2 separate regions of the Rattus norvegicus genome follow, and region 2 is linked to region 1. A link is a contact called in public HiChIP or PLAC-seq data. All regions are on one chromosome and are shown on one strand. Each heading gives the region's core, a stretch centred on a gene start, on an enhancer-like site or on the middle of the called end of the contact. The rest is flanking DNA. Distances are from core to core; before and after follow the strand shown. Region 1 has its middle 35 kb from the start of Olfm2. Region 2 has its middle 12 kb from the start of Rdh8.

Region 1 (5,047 bases), core at 2,527-5,026:
TGAAGTGGATTTCAAGGTGGGGCTTTTTAAAACAGCATGGTGGAGTTATGGTTTATGCAACATGTAATTCACTCATTTAAAAGACACAATTAAGTGGTTTTTAGTAAATTCAAATCTTGTCTTACCATTACCACAGTTTTAGGATGTTCACATTAACCCGGAAGAAATGTTCTATAAGCGACTGCCTGTTCTCCTATAACAGTGAGCCCTAGGCAGCCTCACTATTCTTTGATCCAAAGATCCACTTTCTTTGGACATGTTATAGACATGGAATTAAAGGGCTTGGGCATGACGTGATGGGTAAATGCTTGCCTCTGCTAAGCTGATGACTTGTGTTTCATCCCCGGAACATGCTTGGTGGAAGGAGAGAACCAGTTCCTGCAAGTTATCTTCTGCTGTCCTCACTATGGGCACTCAATGAAATGAACAACTAACAATCTTGTTGGCTAGGCATGGTGGTACATGATTTTAATGCTAGCACTTGGGAGGTAGAGGCAAGTGGTTCTCTTCTGTGAGTTCAAAGCTGGTGTGGTCAATATAGCGGGTTCCAGGCCAGCAGGGATGCACAGTGAGACTGTGTGTGTGTGTGTGTGTGTGTGTGTGTGTGTGATAGGAGTTGGGGAGATGGGGTGTGTGTGCCTGCTTGTGTGTCTGTACACCATGTGAGACAGTGTGTGTGTGTGTGTGTGTGTGTGTGTGTGTGTGTAACAGGAGTTGGTGGAGATGGGGTATGTGTGACTGCCTGTGTGTTTGTACACCATGCACATTCAGTCCCACACAGGCCAGGAGAGGGTGACCAATCCACTGGAGCTGAAGCTACAGACATTTGGAAGCCACCATGTGGTGTTGGAGATCAAACCCAAATCTTTTGGAAGATAAATCATTGCTCTTACCTGCTGAATCATCTCTCTAATCTTAAAAAATATTATTTTTAAGGGTTAGGTACAGACTTGTGGACACAGCCTCTACCTTGAATTCTCCACCATGCAATAGGGGCTGGAGTATGGCTCTGTGGTATGACTGTCATCTGGCATATACAAGACTCTGGGTTCCATACCAAGAACCACAAATAAACAAATAGAAATGAATGAGTTGTGTCTTGATAACTTACAGTACCTGATACAATGCACGTGTTGTGCGAATAGTCATTGCTTAGTAGAATAATGATAAGCACATTTTCTGGGGCTGGGTCTCAGCTGGCAAAGGTCTTGCCTAGCGTGCACAAAGACCTGGTTCGATTCCCAGCACCTGGGTGACAGAGGCAGGGAGATCAGGACTTCAGCATACTCCTCAGCTACAAATTCAGTTGGGGGCTAGCCTGGGCTCTACAAGACCCTATCTCCATAAAACAATAACCAGGCCAGGCCCTAGCTTAGTCAGGACAGTGCTTGGATAGCAAGCGTGAAGAACTCTGTTGGATGTCCAGAAGCTGTGATGGTTTGTGCTTGTAACTTCAGAGTGGAGGATGTGGAGACGGGTGGATTTCTGGAACTTGATGGCCAGCTAGTCCAGCCTCCTTGGCAGTCTCCAAGCCAACCAATGAGAGACCCTGACACAGAAAGCAAGACGGATGATTGAGGACTGTCCATGGAGGTTGTCCTCAGGCCTTCACACTAAGGTGTGTGTGAATACATGGGCTTCATACACACACTTAAACCTGCCAGCACACAAAAAAGAAGTACAACTACCTCATCTGGGCTCAACACTTCATGAACACTCTATCCTATTTGAGAGTCTCATGTAGCCCAGGCTAGCCTTATACTTGCTGAGGATGATAACCTTGAACTCCTGATCCTCCTGACTCTACCTCCCCCGTGCTGGGATTACAGCTATGTGCTTCTCTGATTTTCTGATCTTCCTTGCTTTGGTTGTTCTACCCCCATCTCTTCGTGGTTTTATTCAGTGCTCCTTGAGTCTGTGCATGCTAGGCGAGCTCTCTACCCAGTGAGCCACATCCCCAGTCATGTTCTCTTCTTTAATTATCATAGTTCACGGAAGATTAGGGAAGGAGCTGGGTCAAAGATAGGAAGTTGCCATGCCCCAAGTACATACTTTCTCTCGTTTCTAGACAGTCTCAAACTCACTATGTAGCTAAGTATGTCTTTGAACTCCTGATTTTCCCACCTGTGCTTCCCAGGGTCTGGTAACAGTCATAAGCCACCATGTCTAGTTTAATTCAGGGCTGGAAACAGAACCCAGTCTTGTGTATGCAAGGCAAGCTCTCTACCTAGCGAGCCAGGTCTCCACTCCTGTGGCCCCGGGGTCTGAGTGCGGATCTTCCTTGGTTCTGCATTTCCACCTCACATACCCCAAGGCTTGCCTTTGGATAGAAGGGATGATTAGTATATAGCTTAATGAGGATGCTTTAATTAGCCAGGAGCTTGTTAATGAACGAGCGACTCAACCCTGTAAATTTCAGGTTAATTGACAAAGGTGTGAGGAGGGAATTCCATCCTGAGCTCGGCTCAGCTTTTACCCATCGTCATTGCCAGCACTCTGGTGGCTGTCGGGAAAGACCCCAGCTGATTTGCATATTCAGCAGCTCTAATGAATTGTTCTGTTTCCTCAGCGTCTACTGATAGCCCTTGCTCCCAGCTGAGGTGCAGAGGCCAACAAGGGGCTGCCTGGACTGCATAGGGAACCATTTGTGGGGATGCCCAGCCGGGATTGTGCACCCCGGCAGGCAGAGCTGAAGCAGGCTCTTCATGGAGCTAGAACACATCCAACTCTTGCTTGTCATTGTTGCAGCCTGTCTGTCTGTCCGTCCATCCTTTCTTCCTCTCCTCTTACCCCTTCCCTTCTCTTCTTGACTCCACCCCCCCTTTCTCTCTCTCTCTCTCTGTGTGTGTGTGTGTGTGTGTGTGTGTGTGTGTGTGTGTCGCCCTTGTTCACACAGGAAGAAGGATGTCAAGGTCCCTGCTCTCTCGGCATCCCCTACCCTGTCTTCTTCCCATCAGACAGGATCTCACCGACCTTGGAGCTGTACTGGAGCAAGCCCCAGCTTCCTGCTTGCAGCCCAGCAGTGCTGGCCACTGCATTACAGTGCACAGGATCATACCTGTGGCTCCTGGAACTCTGAACTCAGGTCTGCCTGCCCTAAAGATGCGCTTGTCAACAGATGTTGCCCCGGCCTCCCCAGCTTGTCTTCCTCCCTTCTTTCCCATTCTTTCTGTCTTGCTTTGTCCCTCTTTCCCTCCCTCCCTTCTTCCCTCCTTTCCTCCCTCTCTATCTTCCTTTCTTTTTTTTTTTTTTTTTTTTTTTTTGGTTCTTTTTTTCCGGAGCTGGGGACCGAACCCAGGGCCTTGCGCTTCCTAGGTAAGCGCTCTACCACTGAGCTAAATCCCCAACCCCTCTACCTTCCTTTCTTGAATTTTTGACAGAATCTCATGTAACCCACAAGTTTAAGGACACCCCGGCTACGTAATTTGAGGCTAGCTTGGGTTACCTGTGAAACTTGGTCTAAGCCTTGCCCCTCCCTGACCCCACCCCCCAATAAAATAAAAGGAAGTCAGCTAACTCTTCATCTCCCAGGGATCTGGATGGCAAGCCTCACTGCAGTGGTCTTTGTGGTGCTGGGGATGGAACTCGGGGCTTTGTGGACGCTAAGGAAGTGCTCTAGCCACTGAGCTGTAGACAGGAGACCCTGTGCCATTCGGGCCTCAGGCTCCTCTTGCCTTTGCTTGTGCTAGAATGACAGGCATGTATTACCACACCCAGCTGACAGTGGCCTTTTCATGTTCCTACAAACCAGCGCAGTCGAGCCTGGGATGCTCTCTGTCACTCCTTGTGGCTCACACAGCATCCACGCTTGCTTATTCATCCGAGCTAGAAGCCCTGCACCAGCCCTTCTTAGCTGTGTGACCTCGGACAAGCAGCTTAGCCTCTCTGAGCTTCACTCTAGTCTCTGCTGAAACCATTACTGCAGAAGTGGAAATAAACACGGACCCCCCACCCCCACCCCCATCCCCAGCTAGGGAGGGGGCGGAAGTCTGACTCCTCAGTGGTAGGAACTGCTCAGCTTGTAAGCGGAGTTCCAAGCTCCCCGTGACCACAGACGAGGGCTCTGTTTCCTGTCTTGGCAGAGCCAGGGAGCCTTACTGGGTCTCTTTGTCCCGCCAGCTCGGACCTCAATTCCCAGGCCTGTGATGGAAAGCACATGCTCTGGCCTGCGGCCCTCTCTCCTCCCCTCCTCTGCTCCCACTGAGGCTTCCTGAGTCATCCTGGCCTCCATGGCCCCTTCTCCCAGGCTCATTCCCACGCCTCTGGGGCGGCTGCTTGTGTGTCAGAGGGTGTTAGTGTGGTTCCATGGGTGTGTGTATGGTTTCCCTGCCAGCGATGGGAACTCGGGGGTGACTGCGCCCTAACTGTGCTTCTGTGGTGTGCTCTGCATTAACTGTGCAAGTGAGTTCACATGTTAACCATGACTCTTGGAGATTTAACACCCCCCCAGCCCCCCGGCTTTTTTTTTTTTTTTTTAGATAATCCCGAAACTGTGTAAACCAGGCTGGCCTTGAACTCACAGAGATCCTCCTGCTTCTGCGTCCTAGTACTGGGATTTAAACCACGACACACCATGCCAGACCCTGAATTTTTTCAGTCGTTACATTTTATTTATTCTGTGGGTGGTGGCTCATTCTTGTCCACAGCATGGCTGTGCAGGTCAGAGAACAACCTGCAGGATTCGGTTTTCTCCTTCTACCGTGAGAGTTCCAGGAATCAAATTCAGGAGGTTAGGTTTACAGGCAAGCCCCTTTCCATGCGGAGCCCTTTCGCCTGTCCTGGCTTCTGTGTGCATGTGATGTGTGCTTTGTGCATATGTGTAGAGGGTATATGTGTGCGTGTGTGCATTTGAGGGAGTGTGCACCTGCCTGCTGCATGTAAGACATCAGAAGGTCTCCCCTCTTGCTCCTCATCTTCTTAACTTGAGACAAAGTCTATCACTGGACTGAAGCTCATGTTGTCTGGCCAGTATGCTCTCCAGATCTGCTCGTCTCAGCCCCCAAATGCTAGGGTTACAGGCCCAGTTTTTTACTGGGGTCCTGTGGTT
Region 2 (4,713 bases), core at 665-3,164, 69 kb before region 1:
CGATGATGCTTTTGGTCTCGGCACTTACCACAGCAACAGAAAACAAACTAGGACACCTGCCCACCTTGACGCCATGAATTCCCACCTCAACCCAGGATCTGAAGCTCAGTCTATCGTCAAGCATGATGCGTGGCCCTGTGCAAGGTGTTCAGCCTCTCTGTACCCAGTTTCTTACAGACACAGTGTATGGCAAGTACTTCCTCCACTCTGGGAAAACTGAGTATGTAATGCTGTCCCCATTCACTGGGTTGCTTGAACAACTAAAAGAAAAAAGAAGCCATGTCTGTGGCAGAAATACCTGTGCCACGGGGTCCTTTATTTCTGCCTCGTTCAGTGCTGTTCAAGGACTCAAAACTGGTGTCTTAGTTGCCTGTCTTACTGTGGTAAAATAACTGACAAGAAGTTCCTTACTTACCTTTCTATTGCTGTGGTGAGACACTGTGGCCGAAGCAATGAATAGAAGAAAGAGTTTGTTGGAGGCTCACAGTTTCAGTCCAGGACCATCATGGTGGAGAGCACGCAGCAGACACATGACAGGTAGTAGGTGACAGGCAGGCAGCAGGCAGCCAGGGAACCAGGCAAAAAAGCAGACAAGCACAACACTGGAGCAGTGTGTGTATGTGTATGTGTGTGTATGTATGTGTATGTGTGTATGTGTATGTGTGTGTGTGTGCATGCGCGTGCACTCACCACATTCATGTGAGGGTCAGAGGAAGCTTGCAGGAGATGTCTTTCCTTCCAGCATGTGGATCCAGAGATCAGACCCAGGTCCTCAGGCTGACCAGTGGATGCTCTCACCCCCGTGGCTATCTCACCAACCCTAGTTTTTGTTTTGAAGCCTCAAAACTCACTATGTATCTTGGGATGATTTTGAACTCCTGATTCCCCTGCCTTCACATGATCAAAAGTGGAATAACACGCTCCATTTACATGGTACTGAGCATGAAACCCAAGACTTCCAACCTTCTAGGCAGGTTGAATACCAACTGAGCTACCTCCCCTACAACCAAGTCGCTGGTGCTTTGATTTGCAAGAAAAGGTGTCACAATTTAGAGCAGGCTGGCCTGAAACTCCAAGTAATTCTCCAGCCTCAGCCTCTTTAAGGTGGGCAGGACAGGCAGGGATCTACAGACTTGTAGAATGGTCAAGGCCCACTTCTCACTCTGGCGACCAGGGGGCGCTAGGAGCTGGTAAGTGGCAGGGCTCCTCACTCTCAGGTCCCGAAGGAATGCTGTTGGCGGAGGCGGCGGCGTTGGCCTCCATCCCAGAGCAGCTGCTGTGGCGGCGGCCATCCAGCTTGCCCTCCCCTCCCTGGGACCTGGGGATTTGAAGCTCAGAGGCACAGGCGGGAGGAGTGGACTTGCAAGGACTCATCTGAGCAAAGATGAGTGGCCTGGAGCTCCCACCGCCTCCAGGGCACTCGGCCCAGGGCTTCTCGGGAAAGGCTAGGCAGGCTGCACGTCCATTACCAATGTGCATGTAACTGGCAAGGGCCGATAATTGATTAAATACCTAGTCGGTCTAGCACAGAGCAGCAAAGTCTTCCCTAGCAACTCTGAGTTTACAGATGAGGAACTGAGTCTCCCTGGAAAGGCAGAAAGGCGCTGTTTCTGTCCAAGTGGACCCCGGCAAGAGTGCCTCAACGAAAGGTACCAAGTGTAGTCACTCCCAGCTCCAGCCCTGTTGTTCCAAGGGCATACCTCAGGTTGGCTTCTGTTTATGTTAGCCACGGAAGACCTTGAACTTCTTATTCTTCTGCCTCTACTTACTGAGCGCTGGGTTTACAGTTATGGACGCTGTACCTGCTTCATTTTTGATTTTCAAAATTTTCTGTGTGTCTGTGCATGCCCGCACATGAGCAAGGGCTTTGGCATGTCTGTGGAGGTCAGAGTGTTACCCATGGTGTGGGACCACGCCTTCCAGCTTGCTTCAGACTGAGTCTCTTGTTCTTGAATCTGACTTCCATCTCTTCCGAGGACTAGGAATTGCAGTCGCTTCTCCTACTGCTTCCTGCGTCGTGTGACTTCTGGGATCTGAACGCCGGTCTGCAGGATTTCAGCAAGGGCTTTCTGAGCTATCTCTGCAGTTCGGTTTGTACCTTGTAGCCTAGGCTGGCCTTAAAGTCACTGTAAAGCCCAGGCTAGCTTCAAACATACGATTCTCCTGCCTCAGCTCCCACAGCTGGATGAGCAGGTATGTACCCAGTTCCCAGAGGGCTTCGGCCTTTAATTTCCCTGAGGCGCTGGCCCGACTTCCTCACCTCTCTGGGAATCTGGGCAGCGAGGACATTCCTGTGCTGCCTGCTGCTGGGAGGGAGAGAGAATTCAGAAGCTGACTTTGTCTAATAGCCAGGCAGGATGACAGAGATTCTCGCCGCATTTGAACAGAGTTTCCAACCTGATAGTCCAGGGCTGCTGTGAGAGACAAAGCAGTGAGGACAGGGAAGGTCTACCAGCTTACAGCGCCTCTCGGAGGAAGTAGATTTAGCTGAGATCAGAAAGTCATTAACAGGCAAGGTGGCACAAGTAGTTGTGGGCCCAACTATTTGGGAAGGCTGAGGCAGGAGAATCCCCTGAACCGAGGATGTCAAGGCTAACCTGGGCAACATGCACAGGCCTTGTAACCAAAAATAAATAAATAAATAAATAAATAAATAAAAAAGGTAGGAGGTGGGGGTGGGGTGGGAGACATCTGGGGAATGAGAAGATGCTTAGTGGGAAGGGCTTGTCGCACAGTGTGAGGACCTGAGTTTGAATCCCCAGAATTGTCATCGAGTCAGACGCAGTGTCTTCTGTCTGTGAGTCAGTACTACACACATGCAGACTAAGACGCTAGCAAGTGCAACACGTGAAGGGACGGTGGGTTGGAGAGGAAGAAAGATGGCGCTGTTTCACAGAGGTGACTGCCTACAGAAAGGCCAGGAAAAGGCTGAGTGTGGTCACAGTGAGAGCAAGGTCGGCTTAAGTTACACAGTGGGACCCTGTCTCAAAGCAGGTGAGGCTACGGCTCAGTTGGCAGAGAGCTTGCCTAGCATGCACGAAGTGATGGGTTCTAATCTCAGCTCTGAATAAACCAGGTATCGTTACGCACACCTGGCGCTCTGGAGACGGAAGCAGGAGTTTAAGGTTATCCTCAATTATATAGTAATACCAAGGCCAACCTGGGCTGCATGTGTAACCCTGTCTTACAAATTAAATGAACAAACAAACACACCAACAAACCTAAGACCAAGTTTAAAAAAAAAAAAAGATCCAGTGCTGTGGTGCGCACTTTGATCCTAACATGTGGGAAACAGAGGCAGGTGGCTCTCTGGGTTTGAGGTCAGCCTGGTCTACAGAGTGAGTTCCAGGACAGTCAGGGAAACATATTTTCATAGAGAAATTCTGACTTGAAAACAACAAACAAACAAACAAACAAACAAACAAAACCAACTGTAGGGCCAAATGGGGAAAAGTGCTTGCCTTGCAAGCCTGAAGACCTAAGTTCGATCCCCAGAGCCGAGGTGAAAAGCCAGAGGCACTGTTACCCACCTGTAATCTCAGCACTTCTATGTGAGGTAGGAGGTGGAGACTAGAGAATCATCCAGAAGCTCATGGGGCAGCTAGCATGGAGTATGCAGCATCACAGAAGACAGATCCTGCCTCAACACGGTGGAAGGAGAGAAGAGACGCCCGAAGCTGTTCAAAGCCACACACACACTCACACACACTCACACACACACTCACAATCTCACATGAACATATATACATACACTCACACACATGCACACACACAATTACATGCACACACACATGCACACGCACACACACTCACACAGACACACACATGCACACACACGCACACACACACTCACACACACTCTCTCTCTCACACACACAATCTCACATGCACATATATACATACAGTCACACACATTCACACACATAATTACATGCACACACACTCACATGCACACACACACTCACATGCACATATATACATACAGCCACACACATTCACACACACAATTACATGAACACTCACACTCATGTACACACACAAATCTAAAGGACAATAAATGAAAAATAACTCTATTCTGTGATATTCTTTCTTTATTTTTTAAACAGGGATGGTAAGATTTATTTATTATATATAAGTACACTGTCACTGTCTTCAGACACACCAGAAGAGGGCATCAGATCTCATTACAGATGGTTGTGAGCCACCATGTGGTTGCTGGGAATTGAACTCAGGACCTCTTTTTTTTTTTCTTTTCTTTTTTTCGGAGCTGGGGACCGAACCCAGGGCCTTGCGTTTGCTAGGCAAGTGCTCTACCACTGAGCTAAATCCCCAACCCCGAACTCAGGACCTCTTAAAGAGCAGTCAGTGCTCTTAACCTCTGAGCCATCTCTCCAGCCCCATCTTCTTTTTTTTTTAAATAAAAGATTTGTTTTCTTTGTGTGTGCACATGTGGTGCGGTTCCTTGGTGGTTAGAAGAGGGTGGCAGTCGGCGAAGACAGAATTACAGTTGGCTCTGAGTCCTAACGTGGATGTCTCCTCTGCACGAGCAGTTGAGTGCTCCTAACTGATGGGCAGCCCTGTTCTTAACTGCCGTGCCATCTCTCCAGCCCCTTGTTTTTAATTTTTAAAAATGACTAAAGCTGGGGGGATGAGAAGATGGCTCAGTAATGACAAAGAGCACTGGCTGCTCTTCCAGAGGACCTGGGTTCAATT

Evidence for each region. HiChIP or PLAC-seq counts read pairs in DNA pulled down with a chosen protein or histone mark.
Region 2: a contact with region 1 is called in an H3K27ac HiChIP or PLAC-seq map of oligodendrocytes, with 7 times the contacts expected there. The contact joins two enhancer-like sites. A contact is called at or near these places in 3 of 12 Hi-C or Micro-C datasets (Schwann cells, hepatocytes and psoas muscle) and 1 of 1 datasets of contacts at active chromatin or transcription factors (oligodendrocytes).

What each region holds. Positions count from the first base shown.
Region 1 is chr8:27,572,375-27,577,421 of GRCr8, reverse strand. No RefSeq gene overlaps it. Among named protein-coding and RNA genes, the nearest start is that of Olfm2, 35 kb to the right of the region's middle. Within about 2 kb of position 3,776, at least 24 of the 93 cell types and tissues checked have an H3K27ac peak or open chromatin away from gene starts, as enhancers often do. A contact at or near this core is called in Schwann cells, where this site is marked.
Region 2 is chr8:27,639,477-27,644,189 of GRCr8, reverse strand. No RefSeq gene overlaps it. Among named protein-coding and RNA genes, the nearest start is that of Rdh8, 12 kb to the right of the region's middle. Within about 2 kb of position 1,914, at least 36 of the 93 cell types and tissues checked have an H3K27ac peak or open chromatin away from gene starts, as enhancers often do. A contact at or near this core is called in Schwann cells, where this site is marked.